Linked DNA regions of Mus musculus: region 1 is linked to region 2. Evidence: chromatin contacts called from public promoter capture Hi-C data. All regions are on one chromosome and are shown on one strand. Each heading gives the region's core, a stretch centred on a gene start, on an enhancer-like site or on the middle of the called end of the contact. The rest is flanking DNA. Distances are from core to core; before and after follow the strand shown. Region 1 has its middle 10 kb from the start of Gm24861. Region 2 holds the start of Btg3 (BTG anti-proliferation factor 3).

Evidence for each region. Promoter capture Hi-C pulls out the DNA fragments that hold promoters and counts their contacts.
Region 1: a contact with region 2 is called in a promoter capture Hi-C map of trophoblast stem cells, with 4 times the contacts expected there. The contact joins the enhancer-like site here to the promoter of Btg3 in region 2. A contact is called at or near these places in 13 of 39 promoter capture datasets (the 3T3-L1 cell line, 3T3-L1-derived adipocytes, the C10 cell line and 8 more), 16 of 484 Hi-C or Micro-C datasets (B cells, the Ba/F3 cell line, the MNK3 cell line and 11 more), 9 of 115 datasets of contacts at active chromatin or transcription factors (craniofacial prominence, effector CD8 T cells, embryonic stem cells and 5 more) and 2 of 9 other capture datasets (adipose tissue and liver).

What each region holds. Positions count from the first base shown.
Region 1 is chr16:78,631,907-78,637,596 of GRCm38.p6, forward strand. No RefSeq gene overlaps it. Among named protein-coding and RNA genes, the nearest start is that of Gm24861, 10 kb to the left of the region's middle. Within about 2 kb of position 1,850, at least 10 of the 459 cell types and tissues checked have an H3K27ac peak or open chromatin away from gene starts, as enhancers often do. A contact at or near this core is called in trophoblast stem cells, where this site is marked.
Region 2 is chr16:78,373,515-78,379,366 of GRCm38.p6, forward strand. It overlaps Btg3 (BTG anti-proliferation factor 3), which reads right to left and starts at 3,296. Exons shown (of 5, transcript NM_009770.3): 1 at 3,087-3,296.

The DNA.
Region 1 (5,690 bases), core at 600-3,099, 260 kb after region 2:
GACTGGGCTGTGACTACAAATTTCACAGAGTAGAGAAATCACTAGATCAAAAGCAGTTGAACCAAGCTTCCAAGTGACCTTTGTCTTTCACTGAACTAACTGTGTGGCTTGTCTAAATAATATGTGTGCTGTGTGAAGCATTGGAACAAGGGGTTGTTTACGGTAGTTAGCATGTCCCAACTGCTGCGGTCATGCTGACAGCAATGAGGAGAATGTGCTGACGAGGCAAAGGGTGGAATCAGGAAGACCAGTTGAGAATCTGTAGTGCAAGCCTGGGCAAGGAACGGTATTTTTGGGCTAGGGTGGTACTCTGAGTAGGTTATAAGTGTCTTAATTCATCATAGTGCATGATAGACTTTTACTATACAAAATTATCACAGAACAAACTCAGAGTTTATATATTTTTTAAAAAAGTAAGTTGATTATCTGAATTCAGTTTAGAATAAAAGGAAATATGAATTATGACGTGTTTTTATTTTTCATTCACATTTCGTAACAAAGAGTCTTATATAAGATTTAAATGATCATTCTTAATTAGGATATACAGGCTGGTGCTGGCACAGTAGATGAAAGGCGAAGAGAGACAGGGAAGGACAGAAGGCAGTTCAACATGCTCTGTTTGTGGGTCACTGCCATGTGGCCCTAAAGAGAGTTCATGCCTTAGGATAACCCCATTGGATAGAGGGTTTGAGGGCAAGTTACAGGCTACCTCACTGATGTCTCATATCCCCTGTTGGAGAAAGAGCATTCCACAGGGAATTTGCTCTGTGACTTTCAATGTGGTGGCAGGGGGACTAGACTGCTGCACAGCCTGGAATTACTTGCTGGGGCTCCAATGGCTTCAAAGCAAGCAGCACATGAGTCACACGAGTCACATGAGTCACATGAGGCATGGAATCAGAAGAGACGCTCAGGATGGTCCAACCTGAAACTCACTCATACTAACTCGGGTGAGAAGACTGTTAGGATTATTAATCAAGGTACTTTACAATTATGCATGCTTCTAACAGCAGGTTGCTAGTGTGGTATGTTAAGACTATATTTATGTGGTAAGTTAATACTGTTGTTATTTTGAGAAATCAGAAAGCAATACATCAAGTAGTTATGGTTCTATTGGCATGCAGAGATACTACGACCGAGGTAACTTTTATTAAAGGAAGCTGGCAGGAGAAGAGAGAGGGTGGGAGGGAGAGAGGGAGGGAGGGAGGGAGGGAGGGAGGGAGGGAGGGAGAGAGAGAGAGAGAGAGAGAGAGAGAGAGAGAGAGAGAGAGAGAGCTTTTGAAACCTTAAAGTCCACCCCCAGCAGCTCACCTCCTGTAAGAAGGACACACCTCCTAATCCTTCTCAAAAAGTCCATCAGCTGGGGACCAAGCCTGAAATATATGATGAGCCTTTCTCACTCAAGCCATCACAGGACTTGTAAGCTCTGTGTTAGGAATGAGGAAAGGAAAGTGACTTTTCCCGTTCCTGAGCTTTGAGGCTGTTCTTTTACTAGAGCCATAGTGGGTTCCCATGGAGAGGTAATGTGGTCTTACTTTTGCTTCTCTGGCTGCCCAATTCTGCTTCATAACACTTAGTTTGTACCAAAGCCTAGTGCAGTAGGTGCTGGGAAGGGGCCTCATTTTATGGACTTTCAAAATAGAATTTCAAAGAGTAAAGTAGGTTTCTCACAGCCACGTAAGGACATATGATGAGTTCCCTTGCTTTTGAGTTTTAACAAAAGTCTTCCTCCTGGATTGTTTCCCTGTCGCTGTGATAAACACCATGGCCCAAAGCAACTTACGGAGGGAAAGGTCATTTGTGGCTTACAGGTTTCTGTCTGTCATCAAAGGAAGCCAAAGCAGGAAACTGGAGGCGGCAGAGGAGGCAGTGACCACGGAGGAATGTTGCTTACTGGTTTGGTCCCTAGGTGTGCTTGGGTCTTCTTCAAGGAAGACCAGAATCACAGTTAGCTTGTGCCTGAGGAAGCTAGCGGTGATAGGTGATGGCTGGAGGTGGGTCTTCCCTTAGGAGCCGAAGTGTCGGCTAGGAAGCAAAGTGCTGAGGTGTAGATAGAGGAGTGGTTGTGTGGTGCTCGTTAAAGCTTTCTGAACATTGAGAACAGACCCAAACCCTACTCCAGAGAGAGCCGCGTGGTGAAGGCAATTGTGAAGGAGTGAGAGGAGAGGAGTAGTGGCCAGCTGCATGGCAGGTGGTTGGTGCATCCCGGTGGGAAACACAGTTGGCACAGCCCAGTGGGAAAGGCAGTTGATGCATCCCAGTGGGAAACGCTGTTGGCACAGCCCAATGGGAAGGTGTCCTTTAGAGAACAATATGGCGTAGCCCAACAGAGGACTGTGATACAAGGTCATACTTGTGCCACCTAAAAAGAGCTATGCCTTTTCCTGCCAAATTCTCTTTCCTAGGCTTGACCCGTGGAGAAGAAATAGAGAGGAAAACAAGGAAGAGAAAGGAAGCAAATCTTCTTTTCCATGCCTGCTGTAGAGTTATGAACTTGACGCGAGTTGACCACAGGGGAAGGGAGAAGTTCTCAATTGTAATGGCGACTGCACACACGTGACGAGTCTGAGCTGTATTGCCTTGGTCTGTGACTGGTTTGGAAGATAACTTTTCAGCAAGCACAAAGCAGAAAGTTCTATAAAGCTTGTTTGTCTAGGGAGCCAATGATTCCAGAGAGCTAATATAGTGTCTCCTGCCTTTACTGTGTGTATTCCACCACATCCAGCTTGAAACACTCATAATCACCCTACTGTGTTCTTGGTCAAGCTGGCCCGTCTGGGCTGCACAGAGCAAGAGACCGTGCCTCAAACAAGGTGGGAGGACGGAAGAACCAGCACCCGAAGTTGTTCTCCAATTTCTACATCATTGCTATGTCATGTGCGTGTATACACCTATACCTGCATACCTACGTTTACACATTCACACACACATCCATCCATTTATCCACATAGATGCTCAGAATATGCTAATTCAAATATGTATTTACAAATATACATACATTCATACACAGACTCATATTCTTACACAGGCACACACTTTCACATATATACATGTATCTACATGTATATTCACATTTTCACATACACATATGCACACATTCATACTCAATACATATTTATACACACATATATTCATGCATGAATATACATCTCCCTCTCTCTCTCTCTCTCTCTCTCTCTCTCTCTCTCTCTCACACATACACACACACACACACACACACACACACACACACACACACACACGGTTAAAAATTCAGGTTCATGAGAAGAGAAAGACACCAGCCAATGATCATTCTTTTACTCCTGTGGTCTCAATTAACTAAAACAATTGGAACTCAGGATTAAGACAGTCTTGGAGTGTGAAATATGAAAAGAATTATCTGAAGCACAAAGTGTGAAAAAGGGTGCTTCAGAGAGTGCATTAATATGTAATCAGGGCAAACAAACCAAGAGGAAAAGGCACCTGTTTTGCTGGGCAAAAGGAAAAGGCTGGCAGGGTCTCTCTGAGACTGTCGTTTGATGCGCCCTCTAGTGGCCACTGCAGTACAGAGATTCAGTACGCATTCCAAAGCTGTCTCTATAAACGGGACTTGGACTTCCAACTGCCCTAGTTCCTGTCTCTAGCTGCATGTGTATCAGAAGATGACCTGGTCGACCATCAGTGGAAAGAGAGGCCCATTGGTCGTGCAGACCTTATATGCCTCAGTACAGGGGAACGCCAGGGCCAAGAGGTGCGAGAGGGTGGGTGGGGGAGTGGGTGTGGGAGGGTGTGGGGGACTTTTGGGATAGCATTGGAAATGTAAATGAAATAAATACCTAATAATAAAAGAAAAAGAAAAAAAATTTAAAAAGGCCTCCATAAAAAAAAAGTCTAGAACCTTTGTCTAGGGCTTGCAGAGATCTTTCTCTTTTTAAAGTTATTTTTTACATTCACTTTGCATCCAATCATAGCCTCTCCTTCCTCTCCAGTCTCTCACGTACAAATCATTCCCCCTTGCCCCCTCCCCTTCTCCCCAGAGAACAGAAAGCCCCCTTAGGTACCACCCCACCCTGGGGCATCTAGTCCTAGTAGGACTAGGCACATCCCCTCCCACTGAGACCTAAACAGGCAGTCCAGGTAAGGGTAAGGGGACCCAATGGCAGGGAACAGAGACCGAGTCGACAGCCTCCGCTTTACTTAGGGACTCATATGAAGACCAAGCTGTACGTGTGCTACAGATGTGTAAGGTCCAGCTCCTGCATGCTCCCTGCTTGTTGGCCCAGGCTCTGTGAACGCCCACGGTCCCAGGTTGGTTAACTCTGTGGGTTTTCTTCTGGTGGCCTTGATCCCTCCGACTCGCTCATTTATATCCTCCACTTTCCACAAGACTCCCTGGGTTCCGCCTGATGTTTGATTGTGGGTCTCTGTATCTGCCCCTATACTCTGGTGGATGAAGCCCCTCAGGAGACAGTTATGTAGCTTCCTGTCTGTATCATTAATGGTGTCAGGGGTGGGCTCTCTCCCATGGAATGGGTCTCAAGTTGGGGCTGTCATTGGTTGGCCATTCCCTCAGTCTCTATTCCATCTTTAGCCCTCGAAGAGATCTCTTCATACACGTTGACTCTCTGACTGCTCAGGTGGAGAGTGGGTGAACACGAATGTGTCTGTGTCAGTTTGCAGATAAACAGCTCTCGTGCCCAGTGCAACTTGGTCACTCACTTTAAGTATGATGGGCCACATAGAAGAGAACCAAAATCCATGAGTTTCTCAACCAACCTTTGGTGTTATTTAGAAAGAATGAATAGCAGCCTAGTAATAAGTAAATGCCACTAAGCAAATGGCTACTCACTCCCTATATGGTTTGCTTCCTATTGTTGTGAAAGGAAAAAAAATTAAATAAAAGAAAAGGAAATATATTTCTGTCCACAGAATATAAATTATCTTTACATAAAGGGGTGTCTCTGTTTATAAAAGGTTGATGTGTCTTCCTTTGGGGTTATTGAATTATGTTTTGCTCAGACAGTCATGGAATAGAAAGTGGGTCGCATACTTTCTGAATTCCTTTGAGTAAACAATGATTCCACATTGTGTAAAAGGCAAATGACAGACTGGGCTCCTTCTATGGGCTAGTGTGGGGTTTGATAATGTGGTTCCTATGAGATTCTTGTCATTTTCTGAAGGCAATTTGTTTTACCATAGTTTTAAAAGTGTTGTGACTGGATTACTGTAGTCAGTCATTTGATCAGTTCTAAGCGTGCGTATTACTGGAGGAAGTGACCTACTCCTCTCCTCCAGAGGGCAGCAAAACCGCACTTCTCAGTGCTGAAATTCTTACAAGTCTGTTGATAGACCTATTTTGACCTGATCATTCATATCAGCACAAGCTAAGCACAGCGTTTATGGATACATATATTGACATTTTACAGAAGGCCCTCCCTGTGGAATGAAAGGGGATGCTTTTCACGTAGACACAGAAACTACATTTGCTTTGTCTTACAGAGCACTGTTCCAACAAGGCCACTTGTGTTAAGCAAGCAGCTACGGAGAACAAGAAGAGGCCTTCCCCTCCTTTGGGATTACAGCTTTTATAATCATAAAGTGGTGGTGCTTGGATTTATTGCAGCCATTCTGGAAACCGCTTGTCCATCTATGAATGTAAAACAGATTTTCAAAAATAAGTGTGTCCCAAAGCTGCAGAATCCTTGAGAATT
Region 2 (5,852 bases), core at 2,046-4,545:
GAAATAAATTTCTGTAAAATATGCCCCTATACAGCGTTCCCTTTCAATTTGCCTGGTCTTTTCTTGCCAGTAATCATTACTAATGGTTTGTAGTCCTCAGGGACCTATTAGGAAATACTCCTGGGGTTCTTACTACTTGGTTTTAAGTAGTTCAGTGAAGAACACAGCATATTGCTTCTGACAACTGAAATAAATTCAGAAACCAATATCAAAGAATATTAGTAAATATTACACTACATGAATCAAATTCTAAGTAAAATGTAAAGTTCTGGGAAAGGACCTGAAATTTAAAAGAGAAGAGTCCAGCACTAGGGGCTGAAGAGCAGGCTCCATGTCCTCCTCCTGCAGAGGAGTCGGGTTTACTTCCCCCAAAGCACTCGACAGTTAAGAAGCACCTGCAACTCTAGTTTCAGAGGGCTCCCTTCTGCCTTTGAGGGCACCAGGCACACACGTGGTAGCCGTACATCCATGCAGGCAAAGCACTCATACGCATATAAAGTAAAAAATAAATCAGGTACCGTAGCTCCGTTTTGGAGTCGTCCCCCCCCCCAAAAAAAAGGTTAAACAGCAATGACATTTCCAGTAATTCTATCAGCTATGAGCCCAGGAATTCTAAAATATATGTTCAAGAAAGAAAGAAAGAGGGAGGGAGGGAAGGAGGGAAGGAGGGAAGGAGGGAAGGAGGGAAGGAAGGAAGGAAGGAAGGAAGGAAGGAAGGAAGGAAGGTAGGTCCTTGTCAACATTATTCATGACAAAGTAGAAATACTCCAAATATCCCCCAAATGCTGACTGGACACATAAAGTATGGCTTACACGTACAACAGAACTGGTAATTACAATAAACGAAGCACTAACACGTGCTATAACACAGCAAGCAGAGGTAACAAACAATACCACACTAAAATTTCCGCCATATATACAACTGTCCAGAGCAGGGGAGTCTATACAGGCAGAAAATAGACTGGGTGGCCTACAGGCAGGAGGAGCAGAGGAGCAGGAGACAAGAGTCTAGGGAGTCCAAGGTTCTTTTTCTGCTGAGATAAAACTATTACTCTTGAATAAAATTGTTACACATTGAAAGTTTTTCAGCATTGAAGCTTTTTATACATATTCTTTCAGGTATAGGTATATTTTCCTAAAGAGCTAAAACAAGAAATAGTGAGCATTAAAGTGCATTAAGCAGAGCATCAATTCAGGATCACTCACAGAAAAATTAAATGAAATAATCAGTTACATTCTGGAGCTGCATCAAAGGACTCTTAAAAATAGAAAATCTGATTGATCATTGATTAATCCAGAAAGGCTGATCAGGCGTTCTTTTGAATATGTGTGTGTGTGTATATATGTATGCTTTGAGATGAGCTCATTCACTTGGCTGAATGGAACTTGGAGATATTCTGATCCAACATTTACTAAGTAACGTCATCTTTCTGGGCGCCAATGTCGGGCCCTAATGTATTGACTATACAGTGAACTAGCTTAACAACAGTCTGGCAGTCTGGTCTTATAAATTAAAAAAAAAAAAAAAAAGATGAAAGAGAAAAAAGAAACACCGGTTTTTAAAGATTTACTAAAACTGCTCTCTTAAGTTTCTTGTCTAATGTGATTTTTACTCTGCGTGCAAATGCAAACGAGGGTCCTCAGAGTGAAGGAAATTCTATATAGTATCTGAGATTTGTCCTGGCAGCCCTACTCACTCGGATCCTAGACGGAAAACACCCAAACGTTCCTCTTGGATGCTTAGAATGCCTAATACACCCTCTACTGCTATGGTCAGCCGGTAGATAGAATCCTCACACACCAGTGGTGGGCACATAGAACTTCAGTCTACTACAACTGCTGTGCCACCTCCCTCCTCCTGCAGTGTGAGGCCTCTTCCGCTCTCCGAAGCTTCCTTTATACTTCATGTATAGCACCTTGTGATGGACCAGCAAAACCCACTGAAACTGAATACACAACTTGGGCGAGGATGTCGCAGATGGAGCCGCATACGCTCCACTCCAAACAAGATAGAAGACTCACACTAGAGAAATGTAATGATTCCTAGACCCCTCTCATTCACCAACTGGGCCAGTACGTGCTACCTAACAGTTTGGGGGATTTGCTTTTTGTTTCCTCAACTTCATATTAAAAAAAATAAATAAATAAAATAAAATTAAGGAAGGAAAGAACCACTTAGCGGTTGCTTTTTGGTTTGTAACAGAAGATGAGTCATACGGACTTATTTATTTTTCTGTTTGAAGGAATGGAATAGCTTAAGAATTAACCCCCTCTTATCAGTGTTCCAGAAGTACCAAAGGCACAGAGAAAGGTCTAAACCTCGGGGGAGGGTGTGTGGGGGGTGTGAATACCACCGGGGACCGGGGGTGGGGGATTAGACCTTAGGCGCCTAGTGCCACCCACACTGTCCCCCAAAGCTCCCATTTTAAACACCGCTTGGTGACGTCACCCCAGGACGTCGTCACCGCGGCGGCTGCTCCTCAAGTTCTACTTTGTTCCACGAGCTCGGCCTTCTAGGAGTTTCTAACTTTGCAGTCTCCCCACCCCCCACCCCCCCCAACCCCTCCCCAGTAACGAAAAAGCCACTCGCAGTTTCTAGAAACCACAACTTCTCCAGGTGGACGCTGCCGAGGTGGAGGGGACGGCAAGCGTGGTCGCGCCGAGAGGCCCTGACCGCCCCGGGCGGCTTTGGCCAGCGGGATCCAGATGCAGCCGGATCGGGCTCCCCTCCCAGCCCGGCGCGGGTGGAGAGAGCCCCCCACGCGCTCCGAGTGGACGGCCTGCGCGCCGCGTCTAACCTGTGCAAACAAACCGGCTTGCCCCTGCCCGCCCGCTGTCGCCTCCCCGGGGGCGGCAGGCGACGTGGCACGCGCCGGAGGAGGCGTCCCAACCCCACCGAGGACCCGCCGCCGCTCCCCTCCGCGCCGCGCATCCCTCGGCCGCTCCGCTTTCGACGTGGCGGCGGGCGCGTCCCAACCTCCCTCCGCCGCGATGCCCGGGGGTCCCCGCCGCGTCCCCTTATGCCAGGCCTGCCCTCCTCACTGCCACCGCGTCCCCGACTCCGACCCCCGGCGGGCTCTCCTCACCGCCGCCGCCGCCGCTCCGGGGGCTGCACCCTCGCCGGGTGCGACCGCGTCCCGTGGCCGGGGAGCCGAGCGCGAGCGCCGCTGCTGCGTCGTCGGGCCGCCGCCGCCGCCGCTGAGCGCGCGCCGACCAGACTGGCGGGCGGCGGAGCGCGCGGCCGACAGGGCGAACGCAGTCCCGACGCGGCCCACGGGGGGCTCGAGGCCCGGAAGAAGGGAGGGGCGATGACTAGGAGAGGCCCGGCGCCGCGAAGAACCAATCCGCGCGCCCTGGGGGCGGGGCTTCCCTCGGGCCCGCCCCCCTCCACCGGTGCGCGTGGCCGGCTCCTGCCTCCGGCCGCGCGCAGAGCCTGGGCTCCGACGGCCGTGCTGGCACGAGGTCGCAGTGCCTCCTGCGCGAGCCCCGAGGGCCTTGCCTCCCTCAGTGGGGTGGGCAGGACGCTTCCTCTTGGCTCTTCGGCCACTCCTCCCCACGCGGGGCTCTCTCCCTTGGATCCGCCCGCCTCTCTGCTGCCTGAGGGCAAGTTCAATCCGGATTCTGCTTTGATGGGCTCTCCCCCTCCTACCCACCTCTGCACGAAGCGGCTGCGGAGGGGAGCTTGGCACTGAGGGCTTGCCAAGTCCCTCCGGTCGTGAGGTCACTAGCTGCCTCCCTGTACGTGAGATGGCTTGGGTAAAACTCTTACCTGGACACTTGGCTGGCAGAGCTCGTGCCTCCATGTGACCGTGGCAGCCTCCTGTTGAGTACGGGGTGTCTCTGCCAGCACTGATGGCCCAATGGATGAGTGGAGTGGCCAGGCTTTGTATTTCTCAGATACTTCTAACTCAAGGACTTGGGGGGGAGGGGTAGCTTTTAAGCCTTGACTAAACACATAAGAAGAGGGAAGATAAACTTTCCGAAGAAAGGCCCATCTTTCCGTCCCTTAGGCTGAACTGGCAGCTAGGTGTTAGTGTTGTGAAAGCAGCTGATAAGTCAGACAGGCCGGAAAAACACAAGACACTCATTAAAAGAGAATTTAAAAATGCAGATTACCATTGTTTTTTTTTTCATTACTTATTTTCTTCATTTACATTTCCAATGCTACCCCATAAGTCCCCCAAACCCTCCCTCCCCCCACTCCCACTTCTTGGCCCTGGTGTTCCCCTGTACAGAGGCATATAAAGTTTGCAAGACTCTTTCTCTTTCCAGTGATGGCCGACTAGGTCATCTTCTGCTACATATGCAGCTAGAGACCAGCTGAGGGGTGGGGGGTGGGGGGCTCCTGGTTAGTTCATATTGTTCCACCTATAGGGTTGCAGATCCCTTTAGCTCCTTGGGTACTTTCTCTAGCTCCTCCATTGGGAGCCCTGTGATCCATCCAATAGCTGACTGTGAGCCTCCACTTCTGTGTTTGCTAGGCCGGGGCATAGCCTCGCAAGAGACAGCTATATCAGGGTCCTTTCAGCAACATCTTCCTAGTGTATGCAATGGTGTCTGCGTTTGGAGGCTGATTATGGGATGGATCCCCGGGTATGGCAGTCTCTAGATGGTCCATCCTTTCGTCTCAGCTCCAAACTTTGTCTCTGTAACTCCTTCCATGGGTGTTTTGGTCCCAATTCTAAGAAAGAGCAAAGTGTCCACACTTTCGTCTTCGTTCTTCTTGAGTTTCATGTGTTTTGCAAATTGTATCTTGTATCTTGGGTATTCTAAGTTTCTGGGCTAATATCCACTTATCAGTGAGTACATATCATGTGAGTTCTTTTGTGATTGGGTTACCTCACTCAGGATGATGCCCTCCAGGTCCATCCATTTGCCTAGGAATTTCATAAATTCATTCCAAGAACTAATTGTTAAAGCTTTATTTAGACTATGTTGGTGATTATAGCCTTGTGAGCCTCAAAAATAATAATTTTTTACCAGAAGTATAAAACCCTCAAACCATTATAAAACTAGTGTGCTATGCCTCTATTTTGTGAGAAGCACTTCTACTATTGTGAAACTAAAGCTATTTCTCAATTTAAAGGGGGTGCTGTCATATACATCCGTGGGACTATTCCCGGAGATGTGCTTTCGTTTAAAACAAATAATCACATTGACGTTGTTTTACTGCTAACAGCTCTTAACTCTACAGTTTCACAAAATAGGTAGTTACAAACATTTTTAACTGCCAGGAAATTTCAAAATCTCATGACTAATGTTCTATGTAATTTTTTTCTTTGTTTGCTTTTTTTGAGATAGGGTTTCTCTGTGTAGCCCTGGCTGTGCTGGAATTCACTCTGTAGATCAGTCTGGCTTCGAAACTCATTGAGATCTGCCTGCCTCTGCTTCTCAATGCTGGGATTAAAAGCGTGTGCTGCCACCACACTGTGATGGCTCAGTGAATTAAGATGGCTCGCATGCCCAGTTAGGATCCCTGTGATAATAATTAATCATTATTAATCTATGGTTATATATAACACTGTGGTTCAGACAACAGTACCATAGCTAAAAAAACTAAACCAAAGGTGAAAACCCCTGAAATCTCACACATTCAGTAAGACTGCACAAATCTGAAACACCTCTGCCCTCTCTCATTTACTTTGCTCCCACATTGTAACTCCTTTCACGCTTTGCAAAACTTGTCCATGGAGGCTGTCAAGATGGCTCCGTGGTTAAGAGCAATTTTCCCTTTCTGACAGGAGAGGTAGTTCTTTGGCTTCTTCAACAGGACTCACCTATTTTCCAATTCATGACAGAGTCTGAGTTCTCTCAGTGAGTTTAGCCTACAGGTACATATCATGCATGCATAC